Linked DNA regions of Mus musculus: all the other regions are linked to region 6. A link is a contact called in public ChIA-PET, HiChIP or PLAC-seq and promoter capture Hi-C data. All regions are on one chromosome and are shown on one strand. The core of a region is the stretch at or near the end of the contact, and the rest is flanking DNA. Distances in the headings are between cores, read along the strand shown. Region 1 overlaps Hdac4 (histone deacetylase 4). Region 2 overlaps Lrrfip1 (leucine rich repeat (in FLII) interacting protein 1). Region 3 holds the start of Lrrfip1 (leucine rich repeat (in FLII) interacting protein 1). Region 4 has its middle 29 kb from the start of Lrrfip1. Region 5 overlaps Lrrfip1 (leucine rich repeat (in FLII) interacting protein 1). Region 6 holds the start of Traf3ip1 (TRAF3 interacting protein 1). Region 7 overlaps Hdac4 (histone deacetylase 4).

Region 1 (2,704 bases), core at 55-2,554, 450 kb after region 6:
AGTCTGGAAATTCAGCTGGAAACACACAGGCACAGAGTAGTCACAGCAATCCTCAACAGAAATTAATACTGGAGGCACCATACAGTACCACAGAGACATAGGAGCAAAAGCAGTGTGTGGTTATTCCTGGATTTAATGCTATTTATTGAGCAATGTAGAAAGTGCCAATTACTGCTCTGGAAACCTGGAATCTATCACTGAACAAGACATTGCCAATAATATATAATCCAGGAAGACAACATGCAGCAATCACAAAGCAAGTGCTGCAGACAGTGGGGGATACAAAGAACTATGAGGAACTACAGAGAGACGCAGGCTGGGCTGCAGTGGGCCTCCTGTTCAAGAGGGCTGAATGACACATCCCCGGGTTTCAAAGGCCTGATGAAAGCTACATGGAGCTGCTTCTGCAGGGTACCCTGCACTGGCACTGCCACAACACACTTGGCCATCCACTCCCTGCAGAGTACAGCCTTGCCAATGGCTGACTTGAAATGAGGCTCACAAGATGATGTCTGTTTCTAGTGTGGGCCTACCTAGCTGTGTTTTCTATGCTGGAATTCAGGAAGAGATTCTCATGGGCACCCAAGGCCAATCAGAACTGCTCAAATGTGACTTGCTTCTCATGGCTGGCAGTAGATGAGTCTTCTTTTTACCTTTGAAGTCCTTCATAAGCAGATGCCATCCTCTGCTCTCTCCTGTCAAAGCAAAACTCCTGGGAAGAACCACTTACATCCCTTCTGGATCCTGGAATTTCAGGATTCAGTGAGATCCATCTCACTCCTGTGAGCTCAGGCCTCGGCCTGATGGTCAGGGCCCTGGGTCAACTGTCCACTGGAGCACTGCTCCTTCTAAGGAGGGAAGGCATATCCATTCTTTCCAGGAATCCTGACTCAGGCCTCTCTGCCACACCCTATTGGCCAAACACTAGCAACAGGTTTGCAGCCAGCTCCTCTCTGGGCTCTAGTTATGTTTCCAGTTGAGTTTTATCTGATATAACTGTCCAAAGAGCCCAGGGTTTCCTTTGTCCCTTCTCCCTGCTCTGGATCTACACCTAACTCATAGGAAATGGCCCTGCTCTGTCTTTGGAATTCCCAATGACTCAACATCATGGAGGCTGCTGTAACACTGCCTGGTCCAAGCTCTGCCCTGATTGTGAGGGTTACCAGGTTGTCATCCTGAGGGCAGACTAATCCACCAGTCTGCTGCCACGCTTGTAATTAGCAGAGGCCTCTGTCAGGTATATGAGCAAACTCTTTGTCAGGTGGTGGAATTAGAATCATAGCAGGGATTTCCCACTCTCTTTGTCACAGAGTCACAGTGTCAGTGGTTTAGCAGTATGGACTCACTTCAGAGGCCGTAACAATCTAGGGCTCTTGCTCTGACTCAGCTTCAGGGAGTTGAGCCTGTGTTTTCAGAATGTCACCCACTTTGCTGGGGCATTTGGGCCCAGGAAGGAGGTCAAAACTTCCATCTTAAACAGATTCTAGCAATGAGGGGTCACTAGATCCTTCTGTCCTCCAGACCTTTCTCTGGTTGGCCCAGGCTGTCAATCCACATGTATAGTAGCACATGTTCAGGCCAATGGGCGCTTGGCAAGGTTATGGCCACAGGGCTAGCTGGTTTAGGTCTGGAAATTTTCTCATATTCCCACCCCCTCCAACTCAGAACCTGCCTTTCTCTTACTTCCAAGGAAGACAGATCTTCTTGGCAACTGGTGTCTAAATCCATGCCCAGGAACCCAAGCTGCCTCCTGAGCTCTCCCTCTCATCACTATCCGGCCACCTGCCTGCACTTTCATCTTCCACACCTCCACACCGAGGCTTTAGCTCCCTCCTCTGGCAGAGGATCTCTTCCACCGAGTCTTTGCCTGGCCCTCTTCCAGGCCCAGAAGCTCTGTCTAGTTCTCTGATGGTCTCCAGACCTGCTCCTCTGAATTGCTCCCTTCTCTCCCCTTTCCTCTGCTGTGCTAAAACACCCTTAGATTACATCCCTAAAGCTAGCCTCCAAGGTTACTTGGTCAATTCCTCCTCCAGAGGCCGACTACCAAGGCCCAGCTACCAAAGTGTTCAAGTCCAGCAATTAAAAGCCCCCTTTTGACCACCCCAATTAACACGTCCAATCAAGTTGAAGCACCTCATTTTAACTTGGGCTTTTCCATTTTACCTTACAAACTGCCTTTTTCCAGTAGGAAAGCTGCAGGTCTAGTGTCTCAATGTGGCAATAGCAACACAGGCCCTACCTGCCTGGCAAAGACTCAGTTACTCTACTCCTGACCAGAGACACTAGCCTGCCAGCCCTGCAAGACTGTATGTAGTTGCTGTCTTACTCTCGCTTGTGACACTTGTGTGGGTGGCTCATGCACGTCACTGGAGACTTCTGAATAATTTACTGTTCTGTAGAGCTTGGCTGGAGATGGGTACATTCAGTAAGCATCTCTAAGTATCTGCTTTGAGTCATCACCATCTTCCCCTAAGACATGCAGTTTTATTTGTAGATTCCTGGGGTTGGGGGTTGAGGTTGCAGGAAGTTAAGGACCTGCTTCAACAGCACTTTTTCCTGGTGTGTGTGTGTGTGTGTCCTAGAGTCTCATTCTCAATACCTCCTCATGAAAAAGCATTTGAGACTCCCTTCCTTTCCATTGGCCATTAGCAGAAAACATGGCTAGCTCAGTAGTGCTAGCTTCCTGCTGATCTGATTCTGAACC
Region 2 (2,737 bases), core at 20-2,519, 420 kb before region 6:
GTCTGTTCTCTAACAAGGTTTCTGGGTCTGTTTCAGGCGGAGGCCAGGCTCGCAGCGAAGCGTGCAGCCCGAGCCGAGGCTCGAGAGATCCGGATGAAGGAGCTGGAACGGCAGCAGAAAGAGGTAATGGGGGCTGAGTGTTCCGAGGTTGGCTCTTTCTCTTTCAGGACTGTGAAGACAGCGTACCTGCTGCTGTTGGGCACCTGCTCTCGTCATTGTCACCTTAGTGTTGCTCCAGCTTGGAATGCGTGTGCTCCTTGTAGTTCTTGTTCCAGATTAGCCCCAGAGTGCACACAGCATGAATGCTGGACATCTGTTCCAGGTTAGCCCTGGTGTGCACTTAGCACAGATGCTAGGCATGGCTGTCCAACTGGAGACCTAATGGAGCCAGAGAGATGCTCGCAGCCTGAGAGCTTGCCCTTTAGTCGTAGTTCCTAGGACAGCTTTCTAGCTGAGAGGAGCTTGAGAGGATTGGGTTTGGGCTTCTAACAGGGCGTTGGGGGGCGGGGGAGTAGGGTCTGGATCCTCTTAGAACCAGAAAAGACCAAAATGATTTTCTTTTAATTTAATTGGTCAACTTCTTTCCTTTAAAAACAAAATTGCTTTGAGGCTTATTAGTATCTATCAATGGTTAGTGTAAACTTTGGAATAAGTAGCCACAGGAACAAATAAATGTGTTCTAGGGGACCGGGGTGGTCATCAGTACCTTCAACCCTTCATCTTGTCTACTGTGGGTTTTTAAAACCTTGAGTCAGAATTTTGTTCCAACAGCCAGCGTGTGGGCTCTGTAAGTACGTTAGGGTCCTGGCTTCTTCACAACCTTTCCTGTAACTGATAAATGATCCCTCTGGGGGAGTATTTGCTTCAGCCACATGCTACTGAGCTTGGCCATGCAGATTTGAGACCAGCTGCTGGAGTCGTCCTCCATGTACAGGTTCTGGTTCTGTTAATGGACCCCAGCTGATGCTCATTGTCTGTGTAACTTCAGATGGAAGCTTGGGATTCCAAATTCTCTTAAGACCAGCAGGTTCCTCCTCCAGATCAGCAAGTCCCAAACCTGTCACGTGTACTGTAGGGGTGGCGGATCCACAGCTTAAGATGTTCACCATCCTCGGCCTGGGGGCTTTGCCATCCCAGGAGGAAATATATCAGCAGAAGAGGGGATGTGGCCAGACTTGATTTGGGGAAGGAAACTTGGAGATAGCGTGTGGGTAGCTGTAGAGTGTTGGGAGCCACAGCCTAAAAGGGGTAACCAGAGCCCCAGTGTGGGGAAGGCAGTCAGGGCAGTCACCACAGGGAGGGACCTCACCCCTACCCTGTGGTGATTACAGAGTGACCTTTAGATAGGTTTGGCAAGCGTCTCCTTTATGCTAAGCTATGAGCAGAAAAGTAACCCAGTATTGGAAAATGACTCATTTTTTTCTTTCCGGTTACAAATACAAATGAAAAAATTTCAAAAGTGTAATGTGTTTAGTCTTTGTGATTTTACATTTAGAAGTTGGTACTTTTGTGTGGTTTTTGTTTGTTTGTTGAGACAAGGTCTTTCTATGTAGCCTTGGCTGTCCTGGGACTACCTCTGTAGATTAGGCTGGCCTCAAATTCACAGAGATCCCCCTGCCTCTTTGCCTCCCAAGTACTGCAATTAGAAGCGGATGCCACCACCACCTGGCCTTATGTGTGTTTTTTTTCTTTTAGTTCTCTGGGAAAAGCTTGGGGTCAGTGTTTTCCTAGCATCTGTCTCCCTTCTGAGCAGGTTTATTTTTCAAAAATCAGAAAATAAGTGGTCCTGGGTTCTGCGTTAATTATTTGGGCTTTACCACATGAACTGTGATTCACAGCCCCTCGAGTTAACTGACGTGCCTCCCTCTCCTGGTCTCTTGGCCGAGGGTCATGTGGGCCTAAGGGGAGTCAGGCCAGGTAAACACCTGTCTGGCTGCTCCCACCAGGAAACATCTTCAGGAAACTCACCAGAGACAAATATCTGGGCCCACAAATGGAAAATAGGAAAAGAGCCTACTGCTTTGTAGGCCACTGTCACGCACCTCTGAGCGGGCCCCGCCCAGGCCCAGGGAACCATCCCAACTTGAGCTCCTCGGCTAACGTGGCTGCATCGTACAAACTGGGCCAATTTATTTGGACTGAATATTTAATTTTTATTTTAATAACCAAGTCCCAGCTATTTCTCAGACCTCCTGCTATCATTTTCTCTGTGAAACATTTCTGCTCGTTCAGTAGACACTTGTGGGCCTACTGTGTGCAGGGCCCTGCTAACCCTTCCCATTGACTGTGGGAGCCACAGAGTAGTTGCATGGAGAGGTAGATAGTTCTGTGGCTGGAGGCTGCTGTTTCTTAGGGTTACAGAGGGTAGCTCTTGTCATCTGCCGAGCCAAGAGTCCTATGGGAGCACCCCCTCCAAGACTGCTCCCCATGCTCTAGGCTTCTCTACTATCCCCTCACCCTGATTTTCCCACAGTCCTTTGCTCTTTTTTTCTTTCTCTTTTTCCTTTTGGCAGCAATGGGGATTGAACCCGGGTTCTCATATATGCTAGGTATTCCATACTGAGCCCCAGACCCAGCCCTAGCAATCTGCCAAAATTCCCAGGGTGTTTTGCTGCTCTGCTAGTTCTGGGGGTCAGCTGCACTTCATGTCTCACTGTCCTTCCAGTGCATGATGTGCCTCCCCGCTGTCTGTTTCCACTCTTATCAGAGACAAACCAAGAACTCTGGGCAGTGGCAT
Region 3 (2,737 bases), core at 95-2,594, 440 kb before region 6:
CTGAAACCAACTGCTGGGAGCAGGTCTTCTCCTTCCCAGGAAGTTTTCCTCATCTGAAACACTTCACCAAAGCTTGGTACCCATTTTCTTTCGGCCTGCATAGTACTCCTCAAACTAGGTCCCCTTCATCCCTTTGGTCCAGGCCATCCTGCCCCCTAGAACTCGTCTTTCTGTGTCTACTCTCTGGTCTACCCAGTCCTTCGAAGCACTACCCAGAGACTTAGTACCAGAATGCTGCTGCCCCACATGTGCATAAGCCAGCGCACACTGGTTCCTTGTTACCAAAAAAGCGTGTCAGCCGGGCTCAGATGTGACTGGCTTCTCTAGATCTTTCTGGAGTCTCCAGTACAGAGAAACAAGGCAGGGGGCCCTCTGATTTTCCTTTTGAGCCCGAAGAAGGCTCTTCTAGGGTGGAGAAAACAGGTCACCCAGGCCATGTGCTCCTGTCCATAGCGCACAACACTGGAACCTTCTGGTTGCTTGCCCGCTTGGCTTTAAGTTTAAATCAGGGGTGCTCCTGCCCAGTGGACGTGGAAGGCGCGTGCTGCGAGTCGGGTCACTGTCCAGCGTGGATACTAGTTCCTCGACGCTCCCTATCGGATCGCGGCTGTCACCTCCGCTTGATTCTCGCTCCTGTCCAGCGTGGTCATGGGCGGTAGCTTTGTGGTCCCCAAAGCCGTGCCGGCTCGGAAGACAGTAGTGACGGGCGCAGCTGCGCTCTGGCAGAGGCTCATGCGGTGTGGTTCCAGCTAAAGCCACGCGTGTCCTAACCGAAGGCGCGCCTCCCTAGGCCTGGGCTGGTCTCCCGCGCTGACTCAGCTGGGGACGGCCAGGGCGTGGCCAAGGGTGGGGTCCCCAGGGTCTTTCCCTCAGTCTTTCCGGTGTCTGCCGCAGGGACTGGGTGGTGATTGATGGCACAGCAGCTTGCTGGCCAGGAGCGGTCTGGAGGGGAGGGAGGCGGTTCCGGAGGCTCTGAGGCGGTGCAAGAGGAGGAGCGTGGGTGGGGCTACGGAGGAGGAGCTGGGGTCCCGGGTAGGCGGGCCCGAGTGGACCTCATGGTAGGAGTGCTTTGGCTGAGAGTGCCATCGTGGGCGAAGCCGACGACTAAAGTGGCAGAATGTGGCTGCGAGGAAGGAAAGTTGGAAGCAGATGGACACAGGCTGGGTGGAACCATAGAGGAAGGGGTACAACCCCCTGGAAAGAGCGCGGGAAAGGGGCTGGGAAGGAAGGAGAGGCGGGCATAGGGTGGGTGGGGCGTGGGGAGAGGCTGGGCGGGGCTGGGGCGGAGTATGCCCCCGGCTCCTCTCTTGCCACCCCCGCCCCCGGCCGGGAGCCACCTGCGCCCCGCCCCGCCGGCCGCACCCCAGCTAGGGAACCTCGGAGTTGGGCGTCCGAGCGTGTGCGCCCAGGGGATCGTTGAAAGTTCTACTTCTGCCTGGACGGCTTTCCTGGATCCCAGAATGTGGCCTCACTGAGAACCCTCTGCCTGTGGACTAGGGAGCGGGTCTTCCGCGCGAACTCTTGGGTGGGAAGTTGGTCTGCACTTCACTTCGGCAACATGACCAGCCCAGAGGGCGCGCAAAACAAGGAAATCGACTGTCTGAGTCCAGAGGCGCAAAGACTGGTAAGAGGGAGACATGATTCAGACCTGTGCCTGCCAGCAACCGCCGCCTGGGTCCCTCAGTTGGTTCTAAGGTCAAGGACAGTGGCCCCTTCAGCTACCGTGGTGCTGCTGGAGTAGAGGCGAGTGGGCTTGGGCCACTCGAAAATCCTGATATAGGGCAGCTCCTGCCTACCATCAGGTGGTTGGCTGAGTGTAAGGTGTCCGTAGGCGGAGCTCTGAAAAGTACATTTTATGCTCCAATGTTCCTCTCAAGGACGAAAAGGAGAGTGGGCTCTCCCTCCACCCCTAGTGATGGTCTTTAGGCAGGCTTTGCCCAGCTGGCTGGCTCTGGCCAGGACCCAACCGAGGTCTGAGATCTGAGGGTGGTGTAGAGTTTCACAGGGAACTGCTGGTTTGGTGTTTTACCGAGTACAGCACCTGGGTCCTCATCCAGCCGCACCACCTTGCCATGAGTGGCTTGGAGGGTTTACAGGTTCTTGACCTCAGGAACACCTTCCTCTAGGATCCAGGGCCCCAGATCCACTTCGGCGGGTGCCAGAAGCCACTTGTGTCTGGGCAAGGTGCTTACGCATATTTTACTTCCCGAACTTACGTAGGGACAGTGGATGAGGACGACGGTGATTGAAAATTGGGCACCGGGGAGTTGGGGGATTTTTGGTTGTTACAGCCTGTGTAGTTTATAGTTTTGGGGTCTGGGAGTTCAGGCAGGATCCATAACCCAAACTAGCCTTGCTCTCAGGATTCTCATGTCTCAACCCTTCCACTATCGGGCTTACAAGCCTGCATCACCCACCCACCCCCCCCACCCCCGCGCGCCTTATCCATGGCTGTGGTTGCTTATTAGTGGGAATATTTCAAAGTAAATTGTACTCTGTGAAACCATGTATTTTATGGAGTTGATACCAGAGAGAGGGGGAGACCCAAGGTTCCCATTTTAGCAGGCTTTTGTGAGACCTTGATAAAAACTGAGCCTCAGCCACTCATTCTCCAGGTAGGAGTTAATCCTGTAGTTAGTTGGTCTTTAAGGAAGAGTAGTCGAGGCAAGGCTGCTCTGACTGGGGGAGCTTCCTCCAAGTGCTAGGAAGGCTAAGTAAACTTTTATTCCAATGACAG
Region 4 (2,766 bases), core at 30-2,529, 470 kb before region 6:
CTGCACTCTCCTTGGGAACTCTCCAAGGAGAGTACTGTTTGGTTTGCCATGAAAAGGGGGGAATAGGGTGCTGCTCTGTGCCATGCTCCATGCCCCATCGATACAGTTTTATAACACGGAAGCCTTTTAGTATAGATCTGGTGACCACCACAGCGATGGCTCCCTATGTGGCCCCACTTCACTCAGTAGTGACATGGGGTCATTGATAGCATCCCAGCAGGTGATCTCACCCTGCCACATGTGCTCACTATTGGATCAGCAGCCCTAGAGGACACCTGGAGGGAAGCCTGTCTCCCTGGCCTAGGCTCTTATTTCCTAAGCCAAGTCTCAAGGACCAGGACCAGGAGCAGCCAGTATATTGACTCCCCCATGGGCGCCTCTGGAGAGAAGCAATTGCAAGAAGTGTCTCTCTAGAAACAGCTCTGAATCGGCCTTAGTGTTTAGAGTCATATGTAACTGCAGCCTCATTCCTTTGAGTTTTGTCACCCAGCCTGGCTTGCCACGGGGGTGTGTTGGATAGTGGCAGCTATTAGAGGCTACTCTCCAAGGGTGTGGCCGAGTCTTGGTAAAGGGAGCAGAGGAACATGCTGGGTGCTGGGTAGAGGGCAGCTGTTACCCACTGCCTGACTCCATCAAAAACCCACTAAAAAGCATCCTATATGAAGATGGGAGACATGGCTCATCAGTTACGATCACTGCTCTTGCAGAGGACCCAAGTTCAGTTCCTGGCACCAGTGTGAGGCCTCACATCTGCCTGTAACTCTGGCTTTTTGCAGGCACCTGCGCACTTGCACATGTACACACACACACAATTTTAAAAAGAAAGAAATTAAAAACATTCTAGGCAGAGAATGTGGCTCAGTTGTTAGAGACTCTGCCTGTCATGCACAAGGTCCCAGGTTCGATCCCCAGCAGAGGAGAGAGAAAAGAATATCACAAGCCACCTATTCATATCAGAACGGGACTTTCGCTCAATACTGGCCATATTTAAGTGAAATATTAACTGAAAGGAGTGTTAAGGCGTATTTATGTCCACCCATTTTCTGTTTGAAAACTGGGATTCAATTCAGGAGGCCTATGACCTGCCTGAGAGTTTACACTGAGTTTACTCCCATGAACCCCAAGAATCGCATATCTCTGCGCATAAAGGACGCACCCCCTTTCCAGGCTCTGCCTTTGATCCCCTGTTCTGGTCTGACAGTGCTGACACTCTTTAACTTCAAGGCCAGTCTGTTCACAGAGGAAATGACTCACACACTCATGACCAAACAACTCAGTCATCCAGGAACTTAGTGAAGGAAAGGCTGGCACAGTGGAAGTCAAATCTTAACCCGGGGACGACTGGAGACAAAACATCGGCCATAAATGCCAGAGCAATGTGTTTCCACAATTTCCGGTATTTTAGATATTTAGATGGTTTTCGTTTATGAATAACTCTTCTTAAATGTGAAGGCATTTCAACGTGTTGGCTGTTATTTTATAGTATGAGTCACTATTTGGGGACGTGACCCTTGATGTCTTTGAGACCCACTCCTCTCCAGAGTCACTCAGCTAGCAGCTCAGAGTCTCCTCATTTAGTCTCCTGTATCCAGGCAAGGTGTGGTCAGCTAGGTTACCAGGGGATGTGTTTTGTTCTTAGACCTATTCAAGATCTAGATCCCCATAGACAAAAGTATTCTTTTCATTGTGTGTGATTGATTGCTTTATTGATTGAACTGTACTAGGGACCGCACATTACACATAATAGACAAGCATTCTACCACTGAATTGTGTGTCAGCCATACTACAGAGAGAAAAGAGTCAATCACAGCAGGGAGGCGTGGCTGCAAGCAGCAGGCACGGTGGCCACAGCAGGAAGCTAAGTACTCACTTTCTGTTTGTTTGTTTGTTTGTTTGTTTGTTTATTTTTCAAGACAGGGATTCTCTGTGTTTTCCTGGAACTCACTTTGTATACTAGGCTGGTCTTGAACTCAGAGATCTGCCTGCCTCTGCCTCCCAAGTACTAAGGATCAAAGATGTGTGCCACCAACGTCTAATGAGCTTACATTTGCAAATTGCAAGTATAGAGCAGAGAAAGGAACACAGTGAGACAGCAAACACTCAGACCCTTGCCCCTAGTGATGTACTTCCTAGATCTGGCCCCCAGGGATGCAGCCAGATCCTGCCCCAATGATATACCTCCCACAGCAAGACTGTACCTCCTAACCCCTCTGCCCCTCAAACATCAGCTCCAACTGGGACCAAGTTTCAAGTATCTGAGCCTATGGGGGACATTGTGGCCACATCATAACACAAAATGCATTTAGTTCTGTTTCAAAAAGTCCCCATTGTTAGCTTACAGGTGATTTTAGTAGGCTCCCCCTAGGAACCTAGCAACAGCTTATGTCATCACTTGCCTCCTCCACCAGGTGGGCCAGGTGTACATAAAAGGACTGCCCCCTCTGCCCCCCTCCCTCTCTCGCACTCACACTTCATCTTTCTCTCTCCCTCTCCCCCTCTCCCTCTCTCTCTCTTGCCAGTCCATCTCTCTCTCCCTCTTTCTGTCCTTCACTGCCCCATCCCCTTTCTTTACCCTCATGGCTCTGCTCCCTTCTGTCTGTCTGTCTGTCTGTCTGTCTGTCTGTCTGTCTGCCTGTGCACTCGTCTGCCTCGCCCCTTCCCAGGTCCTCAGTCCTCTTCCTTCCCTCAGTAAATCCCCTTTATACCAGACCTGTTGCATGGCATAATCACTCAGGCAAACCTTGGCATGAGCCCACCAGGTACCCC
Region 5 (2,700 bases), core at 47-2,546, 400 kb before region 6:
CTTCCTCCTCTTCTTCCCTCTTCCTCCTCTCTCTCCTCTTCCTCTTTCTTCTCTTCTTCCTCCTCTTCTTCTTCCTTCTCCTCGTCCCTCTTCTTCTTTTTAAAATGTGTTGCTAGAGATTAAACTCAGGTCCTCATCATGCCTCATAGCAAATACTTTACCAACTGAGCCACCTCCCCAGCCCCTTGGTTTTTTTCTTCTATCCCCAAATGGCCTTGAATTCACTATATAGTTGAAGATATCTTTGAATTCCTATCCCGACTGCTTCCACATCCCAAGTGCTGAGGCTACAGGTGTATCATATGCACCACACCTGACCAGACAGTTTTGGCTGTGGTAGGGAGACACACCCAGGCTATAGCATCAGTGTGGGTGGAGGGAGGCCCACATTTTGAAAGCCATGAGTGGAAAGTGCAGACAGTCCAGGCCAATCTCTTTTGCTGGGCTCAGACATAAATACATAGTTTAGAACTCAGTTCCTGAACACTATACTGCCCAGGATTGGTTCCTGCATCCCAGAATGCAGCAGACCCAAGATACAGCACTTGCATAGATGAGCTCATTGGATTTGTTTTAGTGTAGAATCCTCTTTCTTGTGCGTAATAGTCAACTGTACACTTGAGGAATAAGTGGAGTGTTTGCAATCAAAAGAAGTTTGTAGCTTTACTTTCAAAGATTCTTAACAACACCTCCTCCACCCCACCCCACCCCACCCCACCCCACCCCGCTGCCCCAGCAATGACTGTCTGGGGTGGCTGATTTGTCATCACTAGGCGTGGCCCTTGGATTTATTTAAGTATCAAGATGAGGTCATGATGTGGGAATGTTCATGGTTTCTGTGACTGGAAAGACTGAAGTCAGATTCGGATCCTTTTGTTGTGTGTGCACTTTCCAGATCTGTGGAAAATTTACACACATGAAACAAGTTTGGCTGTTATTTCCTCACAGAGGCATGCATTGTATGTCTTGGTCTCTGCAGCCTGTGAGGCAAGAGAAGTGATCTCTGTGATGTGGGGAACTGGAGGTGTGGTCATACTTTCCCTTCTGTGCTACTGTGAGAAATGCATCAATCCAGCAGAGCTCTGTATTCCCTCCGGTGAAGGCTGCTAAGTCTGTTGCAGAGATAATCAGTAGATGTCCCCCCTCCCCTTCTCCAGTCACCTGTTTGTTTATTTGTTGCCCTAAAGATCTTTCGATCATTATTTCTGTTGTCATTTAGTGAGCAAAGGTCAGCGCAAAGATGTGTGGAAAACTGGCTGGCCTCCCAACTCAACCTGGCACCTCACAACAGCCAGGTACCTCCACACTAACTGGGGAGCCTCCTGGGTATGGTTCTCAGGTGCAGTGACCCCTCTGCAAATGCAGGGCAGCCTCCAGGAAATTCTTCAGTCAGTGGGAGGGTCACTAGCCTTTGCCAGGTCCCTCTCCCAGGCCTGCTCCTGACTACTCCTCCCTCTCAGGCAGGAAGACCCACAAGTCTGAACAGGAGCTTCTGGGTTTCTTCCCACCAGCAAAGCTGGACATGCTTCATTGACACTTTGTTAAAAGCCGATCCAAATTGCACACCCACCTTCCCAGTGCATACATAGCCCTGGGACACAGAAAAGCATTATGTTAATGCTGGACCTGAATCTTAGAAACAACAGGGCTGATTCTATTCTTTCTTTATGCTTTTTTAGGCACCAAGATGCTGGGTTTGTCACCCTCTGTCCTTGGAACAAACAAGGATACAGTGACCTCTCCATCCTGGCCTCTGTGGGAGACCCATGCAGTAGGATGTGCAGCAAGGCAGGGGTTAAAAGATGGAGTTAACACCACGTCACAGCTCCTGCTCCTGACTTGGGGCAAGTAGGCAGAAATAAACTCCTTCAGATGAAGTAGCCCCCTGAAAGGCATATGTTTTTGCTTGGTTTGAGCTGCCCCAGCCATAATAGGACATAGTTTTTGGTGTCCATATTGGTTCTTGGAAAATACCCCCGGCTTAGTATTTCACCAGGAGTAATTACCAGGAGCCAAAGACAGAAGAAAATGCAAAAGTCAGCTGCAGCCCTCAAGGCTTTGCATCTTGCATCTGTCAGACAGGAAGTGAGGCAGTGCTACACACTGGGGGCAGGGTGGTGCAACCGAAGAGTAAAAGTCACCAAACAAAGGAAGTGATGGTTCATTCCCCTTTAAAAACGTGAATATACCTCTGTGTCCATAGGCTACTGCAAGGGCTAAGACTAAAGGTTTGGGGCTCCCAATGATACAATTCTTAGGAGAGCCAAGATGCATCAGCCCGAATGTAAGTGGCAGGGGACGGAGTTCCACCTCATTCCAGCACCACTCCCCACTCCACTCCCATTCTTCTGTAACTCCGTCCCCACCTCCACTTAGCCTTTCCATCCTAATTAGTGTTAACTGTCAGCACAGCCTAGAATCACCTGAAACCAGAGTCTCAATGGAGTAATTGTCTTTACCATGTTGGTCTGTAAAAGATGATTTTAATTGCTGTAGGGGGTGCTGCCTACTGTAGGCGATACCATCCCTAGACAGTCCTGGGTTTTATAAAAAAGCTAGCCATGGTTCCTACCTCCAAGTTCCTGCCCTGGTGCCCCCTCTATGGCAGACTGTGTCCTGGGGGGTGCAAGCCAGATAAAGCTTTTCCTTCCCAAGTTGCTTTTGGTTGGAAAGCCACAGAAAGAAATGTAGGAAGTGCAC
Region 6 (2,783 bases), core at 2-2,501:
CAATACTTGCTGTCCTGGATCTTCTAAAAAACTTTGATACCCAGATAGACTGAAGATCTTCTGGTTGGTTAGCCCTCCTAAAGGCAGCCAAAACTGTACTCTGGCCTTCGTGTGTGTGTGTGTGTGTGTGTGTGTGTGTGTGTGTGTGTGTGTGTGTTCTTGGATCCACTTACTGTTCTGCCCTCCTCCACAAGCTGTGAGAGGATAAAGCATCATCTTCGCTTTGTTGTATGGCATAGGCTCCAGGTCCTCAGTAGAATTCCCAAGGTCAGAGGTATCTTCCAAGTAAAACCCTGAGTTCCTACCACCTGGTCCAGCATCACAAACAAGCCAGTTGCTGGCTCCAGCTTTCATTCCACACCTACATCACGATTCTGCTCAGAGTGAACTTTCTAGGGTAGGAGCTAGGTGGGTATGTTCTTAGGGGCGGTGTTTAGAGACAGGACTTCTGCTCTCTGAATTCTGCTCTCTGAACTCCCCCAGAGACCAACTCCAGCTGGGGCTCAGAGTGAGAGGGCTCTTAAAGAAGATTCTGGCTCTCGGGGTGTAGCCATGGTAGAGAGATCAGGGGCAATGTTCTAGTTGGGGTTCTGCCAGTTTGGGCAGAGGAGCTCCAGACCTCAGGCACAGCAGCAACACCTGATCCAGTAGAAGCATCTCCTGCATAGCCTCGGGTGGTGGTGAGGGTGAGGTGGGAAGTAAGTGTGTGTGTGTGTGTGTGTGTGTGTGTGTGTGTAGCAGAAAGCTGCAGCATCCTAGCCTAAGGGCCTAGCTCCTTCACAGTTTTGTGCCCGCTCTGGTGAACCAAGAGCACAGAAAATGTGGAAGGACACAACCCTTCCCCTTGGCACCATCTTAAAGATTACCTAAGGCAGGGGATGCTGGGCAGGGAACAGGAATGAAGGGATGAAAGGAGTCAAGTCCTTTTCCAAGTTTATGTGAAGTGTTATTTTCCTGGTGGGTGTTACTGTAAATGCTCTCCTTAGAAATATCAAATGGTCGCTCTTTTCTCACTCAGAATGCCAGGTCTCTGGGCAGTGCTGTGCAGCGCCCTATGGTGCGCCGGGTTGGCGGAGCAGGCTCAGGTTCAAGCAGCCACAGAGGCGGAGCGCGTGTGTCCTCCAGAGCAGCTAGAGAGGCCGGAGGGGATGGGCGGGGCCGGGCGCGCGTCCGTTGCCAAGGCCGCGCGGCCCTAGAGACCGGGTGCTGGTGGCACGCGCAAGCGCGGTGGCGAGCTGCGGTGCACTGTGGGATGGGAGACCGGCGCGCCGGGACGGCGGGCATCTCGGGGCACCGGGCAGAGGCGCGGCGCGCGAGGAGGGGCGCGAGCGGTCGCGGGCGGCAGCGCCATGAACGCCGCAGTGGTGCGGCGGACGCAGGAGGCTCTGGGCAAGGTGATCCGGAGGCCGCCGCTCACCGAGAAGCTGCTCAACAAGCCACCGTTCCGCTACCTGCACGACATCATCACCGAGGTAGGCGCGGGCTGGTGCGCGTCAGGTTGAGGTGGGGTGAGGGTAGGGGTAGAGTGCGGAACGGGTTAAGGGTCCGGGTAGTGGCGGGACGGGTTGAGGGTTGGGGTAACGGTGTTGAAGGTTATGGTTAAGTGCGGGACCGAGCGAGTGTCGGAGTGAGGGTCCGGGTAGGGTGAGAGTCGAGGTAGGATGCGCGTCTGAGTAGGATTCGTTTCGGGGTGAGAGTCAGAATTAGGGCCGGATCAAGGCGAGTGACCAGGTAGCGTGAGGATCGCGTTGAGGGACCGGGTAGTGTGAGGGGCGTTGTAGGATGCCAATCAGGGTTTGGGTCGAAATGAGGATTAGTCTCAGATGAAGGTGAGGATCAGGGTCAATGGTAAGGTCTGTGTGGCTCCGAGTGCTGATTGGATTGAGAGTGCGTTGAGGGGTGGAGGTGCAGGTCCAGGTCCAGGTGAGGGTCAGGGTTAGGTTCCAGTTGGAGTCAGGGTAGAGTAGCGGGTGCTGGTCTAGTGGTTTGGGTGGAGATAGAAGGCCCGGGTCAGAGTCTAGGTCTGTGGGTTAGGGTGCTGGAGCCAGAAGGTGAGGCTGAGAGGAGGTAGAGGCCCGGGCTGACATCGGTTTATTGAGTGTGAGCCTCGGGACAGGGTCTAGGCTCAGGGTCAAGTTGCTGTTAGGAGCTGGAGGTATGTTGGGGCTCTGGAATTGGGCTGTGCTTATACTTGAGGCCTGGGTAGGGTGCAGGTCCTTGTCTGGGACCTTCTGAGCATTCAGTGGTGCCTTCCATGTTAGGTTCCCAGGCCCACTAGGTCTTGGGACCTGCCTTACTTTACTTCTCCCAACCTGCAGCACTTACCATTATGTCTCTTTAGAGCTTGTCTTCTATTTGTTAGTGAGTCTCCAGGAAGCTGCATTGGATGAGGTACATAACATTGTACAACAGTTACAATTGTGTGGAGTCTGTCTGGGCTCTTGGTAACCCCAAGAGTGTCACTGCAGGGGGTACACAGAATGGGCATGGTACTCCAGAAGGTGCTGTGGAACTTGGGGTATGGTTGGGACTTAGAAGTCCAGAGCTCAAGGTCTCTCCCAGTGTTGACCCTCAGACTTTCTCGTCTCAGTAGGTTGAGCACTGTAGTCTACCCTTCTCGTTACTCATTTGGCCCTCCTACCTTAGCTTGTAATAGGTACTGTCTCGGAACATGGCCCTGTCTGTTAATCTTACATGTGTCCAGAAATGCTCAGGAATCCACCCACATCCCAAGGTGCTCTGCCGCCTGGTAGTCTCCTCTCCCAGTCTGTGAGGCGTTTGTA
Region 7 (2,700 bases), core at 25-2,524, 470 kb after region 6:
ACACCCCTGGGACTGCTGCTGTAAAAACACTCAATTAGGCCTCTGACTCTTCACCAACACCAAGAAGTGATGAAGCTTTAACTGAGCACAAAAAAGTCGGCTGACTACTAACAAGGGTGCTGGACTGCTAAGCTGGCTCCTTAGGACAGGACATGGCAGTGGTAAGGCTGGGAAGCAGACCTAAAAGACAGACTGCCAACTCACTTCCTCAACCCTGTGTCTGCGCTCTGCGTTGAGTCCCGGGCACTGGCTTCTAACAAGCAGTTAAGTCTAACACATCTCAGATCCCACCTGCCTCTTGCATTGAGCAGACAACTGTGTGCATGGTGCTGAGCAGCAGCTGAGCATGGCATGAAGACATAACAGCATTCACAATGAGCGCAGATGAACTCCCAAGGGGCATTTCCCCATGAACATCCTCATGAAAAGCTTCCACAGTGCATACAAGCTTCCACTGTCAGGCCCACATCCTTTAGCACACTGTGGTGAGTAGGAAGACAGTGTGGTGGTTCTGAGTTTGGAAGGCCATGTATGGGCTAGCTCTGGGAAGCCTTTCTGCATGTCACTGTGAACTGAGATAGTCCCTCTTTTCTCCAGGATACTCATTTTCCTTGTAATGATGTCAGTACTTCTGGCCTTCCAATTTGGGGAGATCTAAGCCACTTTTCAAGTAGACAAGGCCATTTACTTCTGGGAAGAGGGTGGGCAGGAGCTGCCAGTGATGGGGCTCAGCCTTCAGAGCTGCCTGCCCCTATGTAAACGAGAGGCACCCTGACATGGGAGGGCACTTGATTTTTGCTAGGGCTCAGTGTGCTGGGACAGTTGCTGTCTGGTTCAGTAAACATCCTGTGGGTCAGACAACTACATAAGTAGGAGGCTGCAAGGTTCACATTGCATTGGCTTTAAAGATCTGCCATATGCCAACACTAACACAGGTCAGAGAAGTATCAAGTTTCTCACAAAGATCACAAAATACTCTCTTTCGACTCTGTCTTATCCCAGTGTCTCTCCATCAGTTTACACTGTTGTAACTCAGGTGTGAATCCAGCAGCCATTAAAAGGTCTCATTTTAATTTTAATACTGCTGATACTGAGGAGATGGGCCACATGAACAAAACCTTGCTAGGCTCCTCAGCCACTGGGAAGGTTAGAGGGCTCTACAGATCCATCACAGAATGTGAACAACGCATTTTTCACAGCACGGGAATGACCACATCATCCTGGACAGGAGCTTCCTCACAGAGGGCAAAGGGCAGTGGGCAGACTTCCTCGTGTGGCCTAGCTCCACGATGCTGACTGACCTTTAGCTCTCCCGTGGCCACCTTGAAGACCAGCTCCACTACACAGCCTACAGCCAGGCGGGCTGCCCCAGACGAGTGCACCTCATTCCATATGGTGTCGCTATCCACCTGTGGAGAAAACACTCCTCCAGTGAGCCACATCCTGTGTCACTATCACTGCTGTCACACATTTCTTTTTGAGATGTGCCAAATAGTAAACACACAAATAAAAGCAAATGACCAGAAATATCATGTTGTACCCACCAGTAACCCTTTCCTTTTAACTTGCTCTAACAGACCTGGGCTGACAGTGAGCATCCTAACCTACTGACTCCCTTACCATGCAAAGTGGAACTGGAGCTAAGAGTTATGCTAACAATCAGAAAATGAAACGGAACAGAAACTATAATGAGTGGTTCTATTATGCGTAGAATTTAACTGCAAGCCTACTAAGGACTGAGAGTAGTTACATGAGACCAGGACACAAGGCGTAAAAACGAACTCTTAGGTCTGTCCCAGGTAACAGAAAGGTGGCCTGTTAGCTTCCACTCAAAACAGAAAGCAGGGCCAACCATTTGTCTTACTGGCTTGGGCAAAGGAGAACACATTACCATTCTTTAAAATCACATTGGTATGTGTGTCCATGTGTGCACTTGCACATGTGTGTGTGTGTCCGTGTGTATACCTTCATCACCATCTGCTAACTGATACTGATCATCAGTAGAGAGGGAACAACTCTTTCCAGCTTTCCACAAGCTTCACTCTCAGAAATAGATGATTTAAACCTCTTTTATATGGGTGAAGATATTGCTGAGGTGGGTACCAAGCATGGGCTATATTCTTTAAATAGTTCTCAAATGTTAAAGGAATGCCTGAGAGGCATCACTATTCAAAGCCGAGACCCTGGCTTGTAGTCCTGTGCAGACCAGCTCTGGCTGGAGAATCACATCTTTACTATTGGCTCATTATAATATCAAAGGTGACAGACAGTGCAGCAGACATTACCAGCTGCCTTGTGACCCCCAGGGGGCAGCAGTGTCCTAGGCAGCCCAGCAGTGTCCAGGCCAGGCTGGAGGCTATAAGCTCAGTGATCATTTCCTTCCCATGTGTGAAGAAAAAGCCTAGCTTTATTTTATTTTTTTCTTTGTACTTTTTTGGTGGCTGGAGAGACAGCCATGGGTTCTGGGAACTTAACTCTTATGTTTTTGGTTGTGAGCCTAGCCTTTAAGGATGGAGTCATCTCTCCAGCTTGAGCTTGACTTTATTAAAGAGCATGTCTAAGACATGGGGAAGGGACTACACATGACATGTGCCAGTTCTTCCAGGACTCTCTGTAGACTACTCTCTGGGCATCACAGGTCAGTGTCTGTAACCTGACCAAGCTCCTTTCTGCAGAGAGGAAGGAATAAACCCCAGGATT

Evidence for each region. Promoter capture Hi-C pulls out the DNA fragments that hold promoters and counts their contacts. ChIA-PET counts read pairs in DNA pulled down with a chosen protein or histone mark. HiChIP or PLAC-seq counts read pairs in DNA pulled down with a chosen protein or histone mark.
Region 1: an HNF4G HiChIP or PLAC-seq map of pancreatic cancer cells shows a contact between it and region 6. The contact joins the enhancer-like site here to the promoter of Traf3ip1 in region 6. A contact is called at or near these places in 7 of 39 promoter capture datasets (the 3T3-L1 cell line, cranial neural crest, frontonasal cranial neural crest and 3 more) and 2 of 115 datasets of contacts at active chromatin or transcription factors (embryonic forebrain and pancreatic cancer cells).
Region 2: a contact with region 6 is called in a FOXA1 HiChIP or PLAC-seq map of pancreatic cancer cells. The contact joins the enhancer-like site here to the promoter of Traf3ip1 in region 6. A contact is called at or near these places in 3 of 39 promoter capture datasets (the C10 cell line, HPC-7-derived erythroid cells and pre-B cells) and 2 of 115 datasets of contacts at active chromatin or transcription factors (large pre-B cells and pancreatic cancer cells).
Region 3: a contact with region 6 is called in an RNA polymerase II ChIA-PET map of memory CD8 T cells, with 34 read pairs. The contact joins the promoter of Lrrfip1 here to the promoter of Traf3ip1 in region 6. A contact is called at or near these places in 3 of 484 Hi-C or Micro-C datasets (B cells and embryonic stem cells), 3 of 115 datasets of contacts at active chromatin or transcription factors (memory CD8 T cells, pancreatic cancer cells and pro-B cells) and 2 of 9 other capture datasets (adipose tissue and liver).
Region 4: a contact with region 6 is called in an HNF4G HiChIP or PLAC-seq map of pancreatic cancer cells. The contact joins the enhancer-like site here to the promoter of Traf3ip1 in region 6. A contact is called at or near these places in 2 of 39 promoter capture datasets (pre-B cells and stem cell-derived epiblast-like cells) and 1 of 115 datasets of contacts at active chromatin or transcription factors (pancreatic cancer cells).
Region 5: an RNA polymerase II ChIA-PET map of memory CD8 T cells shows a contact between it and region 6, with 16 read pairs. The contact joins the enhancer-like site here to the promoter of Traf3ip1 in region 6. A contact is called at or near these places in 3 of 39 promoter capture datasets (the HPC-7 cell line, HPC-7-derived erythroid cells and pre-B cells) and 4 of 115 datasets of contacts at active chromatin or transcription factors (the HPC-7 cell line, large pre-B cells, memory CD8 T cells and 1 more).
Region 7: a contact with region 6 is called in a promoter capture Hi-C map of liver, with 2.8 times the contacts expected there. The contact joins the enhancer-like site here to the promoter of Traf3ip1 in region 6. A contact is called at or near these places in 9 of 39 promoter capture datasets (the 3T3-L1 cell line, 3T3-L1-derived adipocytes, cranial neural crest and 5 more) and 3 of 115 datasets of contacts at active chromatin or transcription factors (the NIH/3T3 cell line, embryonic limb bud and pancreatic cancer cells).

What each region holds. Positions count from the first base shown.
Region 1 is chr1:91,940,412-91,943,115 of GRCm38.p6, forward strand. All of the region lies in intron 24 of Hdac4 (histone deacetylase 4), which reads right to left. Among named protein-coding and RNA genes, the nearest start is that of Gm46242, 62 kb to the left of the region's middle. Within about 2 kb of position 1,305, at least 23 of the 459 cell types and tissues checked have an H3K27ac peak or open chromatin away from gene starts, as enhancers often do. A contact at or near this core is called in pancreatic cancer cells, where this site is marked.
Region 2 is chr1:91,068,527-91,071,263 of GRCm38.p6, forward strand. Lrrfip1 (leucine rich repeat (in FLII) interacting protein 1) reads left to right here. Exons shown (of 25, transcript NM_001310732.1): 2 at 37-123. Among named protein-coding and RNA genes, the nearest start is that of Lrrfip1, 16 kb to the left of the region's middle. Within about 2 kb of position 1,270, at least 38 of the 459 cell types and tissues checked have an H3K27ac peak or open chromatin away from gene starts, as enhancers often do. A contact at or near this core is called in pancreatic cancer cells, where this site is marked.
Region 3 is chr1:91,052,100-91,054,836 of GRCm38.p6, forward strand. Lrrfip1 (leucine rich repeat (in FLII) interacting protein 1) reads left to right here and starts at 1,345. Exons shown (of 25, transcript NM_001310732.1): 1 at 1,345-1,624. The coding sequence starts at 1,559.
Region 4 is chr1:91,022,887-91,025,652 of GRCm38.p6, forward strand. It overlaps a transcript of Lrrfip1 not described here. Among named protein-coding and RNA genes, the nearest start is that of Lrrfip1, 29 kb to the right of the region's middle. Within about 2 kb of position 1,280, at least 143 of the 459 cell types and tissues checked have an H3K27ac peak or open chromatin away from gene starts, as enhancers often do. A contact at or near this core is called in pancreatic cancer cells, where this site is marked.
Region 5 is chr1:91,094,580-91,097,279 of GRCm38.p6, forward strand. All of the region lies in intron 12 of Lrrfip1 (leucine rich repeat (in FLII) interacting protein 1), which reads left to right. Among named protein-coding and RNA genes, the nearest start is that of Lrrfip1, 42 kb to the left of the region's middle. Within about 2 kb of position 1,297, at least 126 of the 459 cell types and tissues checked have an H3K27ac peak or open chromatin away from gene starts, as enhancers often do. A contact at or near this core is called in the HPC-7 cell line, memory CD8 T cells and pancreatic cancer cells, where this site is marked.
Region 6 is chr1:91,493,417-91,496,199 of GRCm38.p6, forward strand. It overlaps Traf3ip1 (TRAF3 interacting protein 1), which reads left to right and starts at 1,252. Exons shown (of 15, transcript NM_028718.2): 1 at 1,252-1,472. The coding sequence starts at 1,350.
Region 7 is chr1:91,960,152-91,962,851 of GRCm38.p6, forward strand. It overlaps Hdac4 (histone deacetylase 4), which reads right to left. Exons shown (of 27, transcript NM_207225.2): 18 at 1,302-1,409. Among named protein-coding and RNA genes, the nearest start is that of Gm46242, 82 kb to the left of the region's middle. Within about 2 kb of position 1,275, at least 15 of the 459 cell types and tissues checked have an H3K27ac peak or open chromatin away from gene starts, as enhancers often do. A contact at or near this core is called in liver, where this site is marked.